Regions from separate parts of the Mus musculus genome. Here region 2 is linked to region 1. Evidence: chromatin contacts called from public HiChIP or PLAC-seq data. All regions are on one chromosome and are shown on one strand. The core of a region is the stretch at or near the end of the contact, and the rest is flanking DNA. Distances in the headings are between cores, read along the strand shown.

Region 1 (7,091 bases), core at 3,694-6,193:
GTGCTAGTCTGCTGGAAGCAAACTGACACGAAGTCACCAGGGGAAAAGCAAGTGTGACTGGCAGAGAATAGGGCAGTTCAAGTGTGACAGGGAGGAACTCAGGCGGATTCACATAGAGGGAGGGGAGGTGACAGCCAAGGTCTGTTGTGCCTGCTGGCTGTGCGTCTCACTACTCGGCTTCAAAATCTAGGACAAGACCCAGAGACACCAAAGGAGAGCGTTGAGTCGGGGTGTCTGTGTGGGGGTGGGGCAGAGCCCACACAAACAGAAAGCAGCTGGTGAGTTAGAGGGCTCACACCAACAGCTGAGTTTTCTAGGGCTTCGCTCTCAATAGAAAACACACGTTTTAAAAACACAGGCTTATTTGCTACGTCATCCACATTGGCCTTGAACTCAGGCCCCTCCTGCCTCAGCCTACCAAGTTCTAGGATTACAGGTATATGTGGTGAACTTCAACTGCATATTTCATTGGTGCTTGAGATAGCTCGGTAGTTAAAGTGCTTGAGATGCAAACATGAGGACTAAAGTTTGGGCCCCAGGACCCATGTGAAGGCTGGGTGGATGGAGTAACCCTCCTATAATCCCAACACCAGGAAAGCAGAGACAGAGGATCCCCAAGTCAGGCCAGGTAGAGAGACTAAACTCTGGGGGATAAGCCTGACTGTGCATACAAGGTGGATTTGCACATGCATGTTTGCATACACACACACACATCCTTCAAATACATCAGAACAAACATCCAGGAAGACCAAACCAAACCAATTGTTAAACTCTTTTTGAAAGGGCAATAAATTTTCTACCACTGAGACAGAAGCCACACGTGCCTACCACAACAGCCTGAACAGCCAGAGTTAGAATCCAGCAACAGAGATAACAGAAAATTCCACCCACCTCAAAACCCTTCAAAACCACACACCACTTCCAAAAGCTCCTGCAGCAGACACAAGAAATGAGCACATCTCTGGCAGTGACAGATCGATGGCCAGCTCAGACTTAGTTAGCCAAAAGTACACTGGAAAACAAGAACGACTGAAAACAACTGTAACCTCAACCTAGACATTTCAGATGGGAAGACACACTGAAGAGAGAGACGGCAGGCTTCAGCTCAACCACTGCTCTCACAAACTACGACTACGAACGGCATGAGATACGATGCACTCCAGAATGATACAAGGAGGCGAAAGTCTCCCTCGGTTCTAACAGGACCCCAAATCAAGTCAAGTCTGAAGACAGACTGAACTCAGAAGCCGCCAAAGGTAGAGGGAGCGCCTAGAATGACTGTAGCAGAACAGCCTGAACTCGAGGACTAGAGTGGAGGGACAGTCGGTACCTCCCAGGGGGCTGAACTAAAGCCAGGAGCTTGAGGTCCCTGGAAAGCCAGTCTCAGAGATCATCCCCAGAGTGAGCACACAGTAGGACCTTGTTTTCCCAGAGGCAATTGGGCAAGAGACTGGGGCTCTGTGGTTGAGAGCCGTGGCCCTTGCTCTCCTCCTCCCAAGGCCTCACTTCCTCTTTTAAAAAGGCAGACACCCCTCTGGCCACTCCAGGAAACCTCAGGCAGCCCAAGTTCTCCAAAATGGACCTGTGAACAATGCTTCCCGGATCCAACCAAGACACTCTGGTGCTTTTAAACTCTCCTCTTCAGTCGGGGAGCTTGGGCAGAAATGAAGCGTGTGGGTGAGTGGTGTCAGAGTGTCACGTGGCTGGTCTCTACACTAGTCTGTTTTCTTCCTTGGGGACAGGAGCTCAACCCAACCAACGCTTGGGCCCTTATGTACGTGACCTTCCTCCCCTCCCTTCAGACCTTCCTTACTCTCTGAAACTGCAAGGAAGGGGTTCACCTAACAATAACCTGCAAACTGATTGCATGGAGTCCTGGCAGTTTTCCCAAGATTACTGGGCAGAGCACAGTCAAGTAAAGAGGTGACCTTGTGGTAGCTCACCTTGTGACCGAATTTCATTCTTTATAACCAGTGGTGAAGATGGGAGGTTTGACATGTGACCCTAAATAAGTGACTGAACTTCTATGTCACTTCATCCAGAAAACTTGAGTGTCTTACAGCCCTTGCCTCCCAGGGCTTAAACAAACTAAGATAATACAGGTGTCAGCCCCCACCCCCACCCCTGACTTCTACTCCTGTCCCTCCCTGGTCCCTCAGTCCCAACCAATCCCACTGTTTCCTTGATGTGGGTAAAACACAAGGAACCTGTTCTCTGCCCAGAGCCTTTGTATCTGCTCTCTCTACTTGGGGTCTCAACTCCAAGGCTAAGTCCTTGGAGTCACCTCCTCCTCAGGACTTCCTGAGGGGGAGGGGGGGCTCTTTACTGCTGTGTCACTCAGGGTTTTGACCCCGGCCTATTGGTTGGCGCCCAACACACATGATTATTGCCCTTCATTCTATAACTACTTCTGGGGACTGGAGGGCCTCAGTCCCAGAGCCCCCCACCTTCCCACGAACCTCATGAAACTGAAGTCCCTCAGCTGGGCCCCCAACTTTAAGCTTCGCCATCTCCAAGAGGCAGTGGGCCCCAACGGCAGTGTGAGTCACTGGTGGCAGCACTTAGAACTGCTTGACATCAGCGCTTCTTAGAAAGACTGTGCTCAAGAGACTGAACGCAGGCTGGGCGGGGGGAGCCCTGTGTCATCACCCCAAGAGGCTCCTGCTGACCTTTGTTCCTCCCCTGCCTGGTCCTGTCGCTGACCAGTAGTGCCTGTGAGACCCCAGAAGGTTAGACACACTATCTTACCTCACTGTACGGGATGCTACTCATGACCCATCTGGGTTGGCATCACCCTTCAGTCAGCAGCAAGGGTGGTCTACAGCATGACCCCTGTCTACTCTTCGGGACAGCGGAGCATGGCTGTGAATCTGGTGTGAGAGTCTTCTCCTCTCAGGGAGTCTGAACTACAAGGACTTTGTCAAACACCTCATCTTTGGCCTGATACAGCACCTGGCACTCCTCGTCCCTCAGAGCCAAGAAGCGCTAGGGGCAGCTTGGCAAAGCAATGCCATCCTAAGTGGGAGGAGACAATCAACTGCCTTGCCTGTCCATGAGCAATGGTTTAGAAAAGCCATTTCATGAACATTTTCATCCCAGATACCTCTGACAAACGGGAGGTGTGGGGATGTGGAGTGATTTTTCTTGAGATCCAAACAGATCCGAACGCAGATCTGCCCCCCTGCCTCCCATCTTCAGTTCTAGCCCCATTCCCTGCCTCTGGTTCTGAGAACTGGAACAACGGACTCTGATCCATGCTGGGTGTCTGAATCTGGGTCACTGTGAGTCTGTGCCCACCCAGGCAAGCCTCATGAAGCTGGGAATCCAGCCATACACAGCTAGGCTGGTCTCCATCCAGGCTGGTCTCAGAGGCTCAACCCGAGGAATACCCAACAGTGTCCTGTCACGGCAGGCACACTCACGGTGGTGCCCCTGCCTCTGTCAGTCTCTGATGAAGGAACACACAAGGAACAAATCAAGCCTTTGCTTGGTCAGGAGCTCTGGCTTTCAACCTCCACGCCTCACTTGCCATGTGGGCCTCCTGTGCCATGGGGACCGTGGCAAGCTCCTTTGTACACATGCCAAGTGTGAGTGTGTACCCCAGCTAGGTCCCAGCCCCAGCCCCCAAAGGCAGAAAAGTAGGGTGTGGCGTGGGTGAATGCAAGCATTCTCTTCTTTCATCCCCGATTGTGGCAGTCATTGTGCCTGCCTCAGGGACAGTCTCCCTGGCCACCTGGCCCTCCCCAGTCTGGGATGGCACTGTATTAAGACCCCAGCACAGCCCAAATACTGCAAACCCTCAGATGGTCACAACCTTGCCCAATTACCAGTGTGTGATCATTTGGGCGACTCACTTGGGTTTCCCCATCCTTACCCTGAAGATCCAGGAGCAGGGCCAGGACTACGAATCCTTCCTACGACTTCCCTGAGCCTCAAAGCAAGGAATTCAGGGGCTCCTGCAGCGCTGTCTCCCTTTCCACATATCTAGCCCCTCTTATGTCAGCGAGGTGGCACACGGAGCCGTCCCACCTTCTAGTTTTTGCCCATGCTGTACCCACAGTTCAGCATGCCTTCTCTTGTCTCTGATTCTCGACCTGCCAAAGTGTTCTCCCACACCCCAAACTGACTCAGGAGCTGTACTGCCCAAGGAAGAGGTGCCCTGCTTGCCCAATACACTCCCTGTCTTGTGTGTCTATCCCTCAGTCAGAGAGCACAGCCTAAAACAGCAAGCAGAGCACAGACGAGCTGGGGAACACACACACAGTGGTCACCTCCCCTCTCTGCCTCAATGTCCCCTTAAGCGGTCATGACTTCCCTGGCTGATTCCTAGAGGCCTTACCAGGACTGTGGAATCCCATTACTCTCTTCTGGCCAAACATATTCTCAAGTCTCAGTTTCCCCATAAGACTTTAGGATGGGACAAATGTCCCAGCAAATGCCCCCAGACTCTCAAAAGACCACCTGTAGAAGGAAGGCCACATTGAGCCTCACACCTCCCAAAGGGCTGGAGAAGGGCAGGACCCAGGAGTGCTGGCTTGGGGGCAGACGGAATCACAGACTAGCTGGCTTATACAACGTCCAGTTTGCCACAATAGTCAGGTTTCTGGGTTACTGAACCGGAACCTGGGAGGAGCCTGGTAGTCCGGGCTTCTACACAAAGATCCCTAGGACGTCTTTGTGGGGACCGGACCGCCGAGGCTCCCTGAGTTCTAGCGCGTGAGTTGTCTACTTGCTTGACCCGCGCCCGAAGGCAGCCGACCCTGGCTGAGCGAGGAGCCCAGCAGCCCCATGCCCACCCCAGGTTCCGCGGGCTCTGGTTTCAGGCCAGATCGGTTCTGTAGCCACCACTGCCCGGTCCCCAGGCTTCCCCACCGCCCGTTCCTACCTGCGAGTTCAGGCTCCACGCGCCGCGCGGGGCTTTCCTGCGAGAAGGACCTCGCCCCGCTTCCTACGCCGCCTGGTGTCCCTTATTTACATGCGACGCCCCACCCCGTGCACGGTCATTTACATGCCCCGCCCCTCACCCAGCTCATTTTCACCCGCAGTCCTCCGGACTTTGCCTGATCGCTGGCTTATTTGCATGCCCCACCCCACGCGTCCGCAGCTGTCCAGAGCTCCAGCTTTTAAGTCCCACGACTGCGGGACTCGAATCTTTGCCCTTTCCCTACAGACCAGCTTGGCTTGTGTTTGCGGCTGTTGCTCATTTTCCCAATGTTTACTCAGCGTCTGTGCCAGAAAGCAAAACAACTCATCAATTAAGAGCGAGTGTCTCCTGCTAGGTTCAGGCAGGAACCTTGCTGCTACTACCAAGAGGGAGTCATGCGCAACTATCCCTTTTCAGATGAAGAAGCTGAGGCATGGATCTGTTAGGAAACTTGCTTAAGGGTTGATGAGATGGCCCGCAAGCCTGAGAGTGCAAGATCTATCCCTAGAAACCACGCAAAAGTGAAAAGAAAGAACTGACATCACGAAGTTGTTCTCTCGCCCACAGCAGCGCAACTGTGACCAGCCTTGCCTTTGCTAGCTAAGCCATCCCATGGGCTTGCCATCCTGTTTTGAGCATTATGGATTGGGTTGGCTTAGTTTTTTGCTTCTTGTGACAGGATCTTGCTATACAGCTTTGGCTGTCATATTGTAGCACAGTCTGAACTTGAAGTCACAGTAATCCTGTCTCAGCCTCCCAAGTAGGATTGCAGATACAAGCCACCACATCTTGCTGTCTTCTGAGTCTGCAAGCCATCTTTTGATCCCTCCTGGCTGGCCACTTGTCTTCATGTGACTGGATTGTATGACCCTTGCCCAGGGGAGAGGGGACTATGTGAGATACATCGATATGTGACAGAAACAGGCTGGCCTGTGATGGTGCTTGGGACCAGCCCTGCTTGGCTCAGGTGCTCAGAGAAGCTCAGCAGAACTAGGCCGAGAAAGCAGCTGGGCTGGAGCCTGCGTGCCTGGTTGTGAAATCAGAATCTAGACAGTGCTGACAGACCGGAAAGCAGCAGGAAGGCCAGCACACATGTGGTCAGGGAAGGCATTTGAAAATGTTCAGGGGCACAATGATGGGAATTCTTAGCACTCCTCTTTCAAAAAACCTTTCTATGTATCTAAGTTGATGTCAGGACAGAGCCAAGGATACTGGCCAAGAAGACAGACAATAGCAGGAAGCTTATATTCCCTCCACAGTCCCAGACTTCCTAAGTGACCACTCTGTTTGGCCCAAGAGTGGGCTGGGAGCCCCAGATAATCCAGGCTCTTCTTCCAGTTTAAGGGCTTCCCGAGCTTGCCTCCTTCCAAGCTTGGAGCGCATTCCAGCACAGCGGATGGAGCTGCCTTTGAGCTTACCTCAGTGTTTAAGAGTAGACTATTTTTGAAACAGATGTAGTGTGATAGAATAATTAGTGCTGTGGGGAAAGCTCTGTTGGGTCCCCTCAGTAGACCCGAGTTTGAACCCCAGTCCCCATGTTAAAAAGCTGAGAGTGGAGCTTGGAAGACTACACAGTAGATAAGAGCCCTTGTTACACCAACCTGGACCCCAACATCTGAGGAAAAAGTTGGGTTTGCCTGTAATTCTGCACTCTGGGAAAAGGACACAGGAGGACTGCAGGGGCTTTCTCGTTGCCAGTCTAGCCCAAGCTCAGTGAGATACTCTTTCCCAAGGGAATAAGGTGGAGAGTGGTACACCAGGACACCCAGTGCATACACGGACATGCTCATATACCACACACACATACACACACACACACACACACACACACACATCCCCCACACAAGCCAGGCATAGTAGCATATACTTGTAACTCCAGTAGTGAGCAAGCAGAGACCCCTGGGACCTGCCAGCTAGCCAACTCCAACTAATCAGTGAGGCCTATGTCCCTGTCTTAACCAAGATGAGGGAGGGGAAGTAGTTCAGACTACTACCAGAATTCCTGACTAGTGTGTGTGAGACCCGGAGTCCAATCTCCAGCACTACATGATCTCAGTGGGGTGACACATTCATGTAATACCGGTACAGGATCGAAGATGGAGGGAAAACGGAGGCAGATGAAGTTCAAGGTCATCCACAACAAGTGTCCTCTGGTGGCCTTTAACTG
Region 2 (7,175 bases), core at 4,381-6,880, 51 kb before region 1:
GATCCCTACTTCACACAGTCAAATTCAAATCAAATCAAATTCAAATCAAATCGAAGTCAATTCCTGGGCCCGGGGCCATAGTTCAAGAGTAGAGAACTTGCCTGGCATGCGCGAAGCCCCTACCTTCAATCACTCAGTCCTGTCAGAAAATAAAAATCAATTTAGGACATACTATAAAAAAAGTAAAATAATAAATGATCCCGAAGAAAAGTGAGATGATGTTCTCCTGACCTTGTCGCCAGCCACACTTCCTGAACATACTTCTAACTCAGGAATGAAAGGGGAAAAAAGGGATATAGTGGATTTCATTAAGAAATTTTGTCCATCAAGAGGAGAGATGAAATGGCTCATGGAGTACAGTGCTTGCTAAACAAGTGCAAGGACCAGAGTTCAGGTCCCCAGCATCCATCTAGGAGCCAGCAATGGTACTGTGCATTGCAACCCTGTGTTGGGAGGCATAGAGTGGCTGCCAGCCCAGGCCCCATGGTGAGCTCCCGGTTCAGTGAGAGACCCTGTCTCACAAACAAGATGGAGAGTAATGGAGGAAGACACTCAGCAGTGAGTGACCTCTGGTCTCCACACGTGCATAGCACGCTGTTCAACACACAAGACAGAAAAGACAATTCTGAATGCAGGGAAGTCCTTGTTAGGGTTTCTCTACACAGAGTAGAGGCATGAACTGATGTGGCTTCTTTGAAATGTGCCACATGGGTCCCAGCACCTCTACCTCAAGGTTCTATGACAAGGAGCAACGTCCCCTTGTGGATCTAACCAGACCTATCCAAGTGTATTCACAGGATACATTCTACCTATCTCCTTGGGCAACCATGCATTCTTGGCTTTCCCACCTTGCCCCCACTAATGATCAAGGAGTGGAATCTACTTGATCCATCCAGGCTATGGTCACCTCAGTATAGGCCAGGTGGGAGCCACAGGGTTGAAAGTGAAAGACTGTGGAGCTTTTGAAAGTAAAATGTCCCTCTCCTAACGGGACAGACAAGAAATGAGGCAGGCACAGAGGGACTCCCCACAAGAGCCTCGCACAAGAGCCAGCAGGTCACCAGAAGGAGAAGTGTATCTGCTCAGGGACTTCCCAAGGGGGAACCAGAAGGGAGGGCTTCTAGGTCCCCCAGGCGTGAACTGTCCCACCTGCTGATGTTCTTCATGGGCTTTGACCTCTGGCTTTATCCTCCAGCCCTCTCCCTCCACATCATTCCAACAGTCCCACCTCGACTTGCTGAGAAAAGCCTAGTGCCCATCCCCATTTGCTCCTTCCCTGCTTGCTCTGGCTCCAGACACACCAGACATTCACAGTGGCTTTGTGGAACAGTTTGCCTTCACCTGACTTCCATCCCTCACACCTGGTCTTTCAGCCATGGGAACTTTCTGTGCTCCTTAGCTGACTGTCAGCCTCCTACTGGGTCTTCAAACTGAAGTTCAAGTGTCAAGGCTGTCTTTGATCTCTCCAAGGAGGGTGAGTCACATCTTCCTTTGGGGTCTGTCCCTCCACCACAGCCCATACATAGCTCCGGATGTTTCCATTCACCTTCTAAACAACAGCCCTGAAGGAACCACAGGGGCTCGGCTCCTGCTGAGCCCCCTGTGGTAAGTACTGCCTCCCATACAGCAGGCTGCAGACACATATTGCACAAATGACTAAATGACAAGGACCCTTTCTTTGGTGGTGAATCCATGCATCCTGTGCACTTCAGAGTTAAGTCTGGCTCTCTTTGGTTCTTGTTTCTTAAATTCAGATACTGTAGGATAAGACCATCAGTGCTCCAATGTTCCCTATCTCAGGACCTTAACATGCGCAGTTGTTCTGCCAAAACTCTCCCCAGAGTTCAACTTCAGTGTCACCTTCCAGAGAGACTGTCCATTTCATCTGAAGTGGGTCCACTCTGTGGTCTCTATCTTGTCTTTCTCACCCATCATTGGGCATATTAGGTCCCATTAGGTTGATAAATCACCAGCTTTGTTCACCGTAGCATCCCTGGTGACTGCAATGGGTACAGAATGCATTGCTAATGAGGGGACCAATGAATGAGGGAACCAGCCACTGAGCAGTCCCTGGAGACTCAGGTTTCCCATCAGCTTTGTCACTATCCCCAGGGGGCACCCTCCCCACACTCTTGGAGCAATCCCTGCTCCAAGGGTCTGCTTGAAAGGACTGTCCTCAGATTAATGACATGAGAGGGCATGCTCAGAGATAGTACACTGCAGGTTCTCAGCTGAGCAGTGTCTAAGTGGATAAATGAGACTAGCAGGCCTGGGACAGAAGGTGAATGTTCTAACTCTTGCTGGTCAAGGGTGTCTTTCTGCTCAACTCTACCTATCTGCTCAGCTGCTGTGTGCAAAGAGCAGGGTGGTAGGTGCAGGCACACTGCAGCTGTGTGCTTCCTGGTGCCTTGTGGTGATTTGGGTTACAGCTGAGGACATTAGACTCATGGTTTAGTGGGATGACGGCTAGACATGAAGAAAGTTCTGTCCCAGTATCTGTGTATATGCAGTCTCCATGAGCCAGAACCTTCTTTCTCCTGAACACCTCCACAGGAACAGCCCATCCCACTTGTGCAAACTCTAGCATGTTCACATTCTTGCCTAAGTGTGCAGCCTCTCTCTAGGGCTCTCAAACAAGGGCTGTTTTGAAGAATGGCTGTTTGAAGCTACAGCAGAAAGTTGGGGCCAAGGCAGCAAAAACCCAACACCACCCCCACCCCCCACCCTGTTCTCATCAGCCCACCCTGGCCTAATCTGAAGCATGAACCTTTAATCAGCACTGGAGAAAATGGGAGACTCCAGTCTTGGTTATCACACCAGACCTACTTAGCAGATCAAGAAACAGAGACCCAGAGAGGCCCAGGGCCACATCGATGGCTGCTCACTCAATGAAGAAGGTTGAGGTTTGAGGGGCAGCCAGGCCACATGCCTGCACTTGCCCCTCCTCCTGGGGACAGTTCTAGTGCTTTGATCCTCCCTGGGGACCCTAGGGACAGCAGGCCGAGGTCTTGGTACAGATGTCCTTAAGGGGCCCCAGCCAGGGAATATTCTCAGGTTGGTTCAGAAGTTCCAGGTTTACTCAGCGCTCATGTTTGAGTTGTCAAGAAAAGTCCCTTGGTCCCGCGGGCTAGGCTGGTGGGGGAGGGGAGGTGACACCTGCAAACTGCAGGCTGTGGGTGGGGCCTCTCCCAGCTCCTCCCTCCCCCCTTCATGTTTCTGGGGCTGTAGACCAGTTTTTGAAGCAAAGACTGCCAAGGTGAGACCACCTCTCTCAGGGCCTCCTTCTCTTCCCCTTCTAAGTGGCTCTCTGGGTGGCCCCTGAAAACCACTTTTTCTCTCTGAATCTCTGCATCCTCATCTGCAAGGGATGCAGCGCTGCCATCAGAGCCATTGCGGGACAGTGGCACACGCCTGTAATCCCAGTCCTCAAGAGGCTGAGGCAGGAGAATCACAGATTTGAGGCAGATTGGGTTGCATGGAGAGAGCTCCCTCTCAAACTGTCAGCAGCAGCAAACCCAACACCCAGAATTAAAAAAAAACAACAACAACAACAAAAAGACAGCTGCTACCCCTGCCTAGCCATGTGTGTGTCCCTGCAACCCTCCCCCAGTTGAAGACACTGACTGGCTATGGCTGCTCCTCGCCCCCATGCACAAAAGCCCACTCCTGGCTTTGGGAGAAAGCACACCCCATCTTCTTATGCCTATCTGATGCTGCTTGGCCCTAGAAGTGAGGAAATCACTTCCCCAGCAGGTAGCCTGCCTGTCTCTCTTCCATCTTCCACATGCTCTCCTTTCTGTCTCCCCTGCCAGTCAGGGATTCTATCGTTCTCTCTCTGAGGTCCACTGAAGAGTGGACACCGGGCCCTAGGGCAGGGCTACTGCAGAAAACACCCCACTGTGGGGATCACGTGGCTAAGTGCTGTCTGAGAAATGTCCTTAGACAATGTTCCAAGGCTGTGAGTTTTCCTATGGGACGGCATCCTGCCATATAGACTGGGTTCCAATTTCTGTTCTGACTCTCTTCATCACTCTTAACCAAAAGGCAGGTTTGTCCCCCACAGGGTCCACCCAGTATTGACATCTATGCACCGAGCTGCATGGGGCCATTGGCCTCACCTGGACTCTGAGGGTTCTGGGAGGTCCCCAAGTTCTCACAATTCACGACAGATAGGGCTGTTCTAGCCTTCCCTGTATTCTTGGTGGCTCTCAGTGGTTAGCCCTTCTCCTCCATGGGGCAGGGTACCTGGGTGTAGGAGCCCCTGAAGTCAATCTTGACATTCTGATGTCCTGGAGTTCTCATAAACAGCCTCACAAAGATAGAGCCACCTTGATCCCCATTTTACAGATGGAGAAAGTGAGGACCCAGGAGGCTCAAAGAAGCAGAGAGGCTTGCCCTGGTTCGCTGCTAGACTCGGAAATGCTACCATGTGCTCTAACTGCCTCAGAGAGCACAGACATTCTCTTAGGAACTACTCGTGACCCTCTAATGCATCTATGACCTGCTCTGGTCCTCTTGACACGTCCTAAGCACAGACATTATTTCCTATGCTATTAACCCATGTGCCGCCTTCTCCTATTCTGTTCTCTAGACTAGACTTCCAACAACCTCCGGGCTCCCCTCTCTTCTCATGGAAGAGGTGTTACCTCTTATCATCTGACCCAGGCCCTGGATTTGGGTGGTGACACCTGGTTGGACTGCCCACCTTGCCATATCATGACAAGACCCATAAGGAATGTCACTCTTCCCCTGTGGAGTCAGATTTCCTTCTCTGTGAAGTAGGCACCCCACCTGCCTGGAAGGATAGATGGAGTTAAAGTAATAAACTATACTGGCCGGTAGTACCTGATTTCCTCCCTACAAAACGGCCCCCTGGAAGCTTCCCAATGCCCCTGGCTACTGCCTATCACTGCCTGGCAGACTGTCTACCATCCAGAGTCTCTCTTTTTTTTTCTCCTCACCACTTCTTGCAGGCAGTTTTGCATAGGCAAGGGATTATGCTAGCCATGCTCCTGCCTCCATAACCCTCCAACATTCAGCAAGGGCATTCCTAGTCATTTTTAGTCAGTTGAACAAGGAACTCCAGCCCTGACTCTGCCCACACTAACTGCGTAGTGTTCTTTGCCTGTGTCCCACCACAGTGTTATGCAAAAGACAGAAAAAAGGCCCCCAGACTCAGGGAGAACAAGAACTAGAGTCTACTTACCTACTCCTTCAGGGTCTTTCTCAGAAAGCCATTCTTTAGGCTGGGGCACTTGGGTGGTCTCCTGGGCGTGGGAGTCACAGCGGGACTCGGAGTGGTGGTGGTGGGAGGTGAAGGTTTGAGGTGGGCAGGAGTTCAGTCAGGTGCAAGTCCAGAATCAGGGGAGTCACTGCTGAGATAGTCCTGAGGCTGAGGACCAGCCGGGCATCTGGGCAGAGCCTACACAGAGGAAGACAGTAGGGCTGGGGCAGCCAGACAGAGACAGGGCACGCCTGGGGCACGGGCTGAGGCCAGTTGGCTGCCCCAGGGATGGGCAGACTTGCGGTCAGACAAGCAAGTGACCGTGAGGCACACCACAGGAGAAGTGGGCAGACAGCTGTGTGCGACTGAAACACAGGGCCACCAGCGGAGGCTTCGGTGTCTATCTGAGGCCAGGCAAGGGGTGGGGAGGGGATGTGGTAAACAGTGCCCCGCCCAACCCAGCCAGATCCTCCAGAAGGGGCAAGAAAAACTAAGATGCCTGCAAGCAGGCACCCACGGCTCCCCAAAGGTCACCCTTAACACGATATTTGGGGTCTGACATCTTGCAGACAGATGACATCATCCCAAAGGCCTCACAGTCGTGTCCCAAGAGGCAGGCAGTGAAGTGGGACTTGCCACTTCTTGAAGATGTAGAAACCGAGACAGAGATGTGACAGTAGCACATCCCACCTGAAGCCCTTGGTATTTACCCTGAGCCCCTCAGCACAGATGGGACAGACTGAAGGTGGACGCCTACCTCATGACTGCTCTTTTACAGGTGTCTAACTGGTCCATTTTGTCTGTCCCTTGCCTGCCCCAGGGTCCTGATTCAGAATGACCCAGACACTCAGACTTTCTGCCTTAAGCACTGCTCATGACCATCCATTCCCCAGTCCCCAGCCTCAGCATTGTGGGAAGGAGGACATGCGCTGCTACCCTGGAGGAGAGAACCCTGCTGCTCCTGAGAGCCTTGCTGTGCCCCTTGTCCAGCCAGGAGGGCAAGGCAGCCACACACAGATAGAAATCCAAACAAATAGAGAAAATAAACTCTTTCTTTCTTTCTTTCTTTCTTTCTTTCTTTCTTTCTTTCTTTCTTTCTTTCTGTCTGTCTGTCTGTCTGTCTGTCTTTCTTTCTTTCTTTCTTTTTTTCTTTCTCTCTCTCTCTTTCTTTCTTTCTTTCCTCCCTTCTTTCTCTCTCTTCCTTCCTTTCTCCTCCCTCCCTCCCTTCCTTCCTTCCTTCCTTCCTTCCTTCCTTCCTTCCTTCCTTCCTTCCTTCCTCATAAAAAGGGCTTTATTATTGAAAGTTCAAATTAATTCTAAACAGTGAGGTTTCCATTCATTTTCTGACCATGCTGAGGCTATCACCATTCCTGTCAAACCATGGGTGACCTCCTGCCTCTGCCTCTTCCCTCGACAGTCCAAGGGTGGTCCCCATAGTTTAGGGCAGCTTTTAGAATCCCTTAAAATCTGCCTCCGAGACTCATCTCTTCAGAACTCACAAGCAGGTTCATAAGATCATGTCTATCCTGTGCAAACCGACACTCTAGCCGTCACTCAGACCTCATGCCTGCACCCGTGAGGCCAATGTTTAGTCAACCTTTGAGGCGAAACAACTTGTTGAAGACTCCATTGATGAGCAGTGAACTAGTCCAATCCCGTGCTCTGCCCAGGACCACTCTTGAGACAGTGCGTAGGTTCTCCTGCAGCTGTAGCATTTACCTTCTCAAGGTACTCCCACAGACCTAAAAGCAAGCTTTGTCTATGTTTCAACAATTTAAGCATAACATGAGCAGCAAGCCCTCATCCATGGTCAGCACAGGAGACGGCCAGTCCCATGAGTTCCTCCGATCATCAAATTGCTCACTTCCCACTTCTGGAGAGGGCATGACTTCAGTGCCCTTCCTGTCACGAACCTTCTAAGACTTCTACAGGGCTTACACATCTCCCAGCT

Evidence for each region. HiChIP or PLAC-seq counts read pairs in DNA pulled down with a chosen protein or histone mark.
Region 2: a BATF HiChIP or PLAC-seq map of CD8 T cells shows a contact between it and region 1, with 29 read pairs. The contact joins the promoter of Il21r here to the promoter of Il4ra in region 1. A contact is called at or near these places in 8 of 39 promoter capture datasets (the C10 cell line, the HPC-7 cell line, cranial neural crest and 5 more), 1 of 15 datasets of contacts at CTCF or cohesin (CD8 T cells), 13 of 484 Hi-C or Micro-C datasets (B cells, CD4 T cells, CD8 T cells and 6 more), 7 of 115 datasets of contacts at active chromatin or transcription factors (CD8 T cells, the HPC-7 cell line, bone marrow-derived macrophages and 3 more) and 3 of 9 other capture datasets (adipose tissue, liver and pancreatic islet).

Annotation. Positions count from the first base shown.
Region 1 is chr7:125,550,123-125,557,213 of GRCm38.p6, reverse strand. It overlaps Il4ra (interleukin 4 receptor, alpha), which reads right to left and starts at 4,943. Exons shown (of 11, transcript NM_001008700.4): 1 at 4,886-4,943.
Region 2 is chr7:125,601,884-125,609,058 of GRCm38.p6, reverse strand. It overlaps Il21r (interleukin 21 receptor), which reads right to left and starts at 5,630. Exons shown (of 9, transcript NM_021887.2): 1 at 5,207-5,630.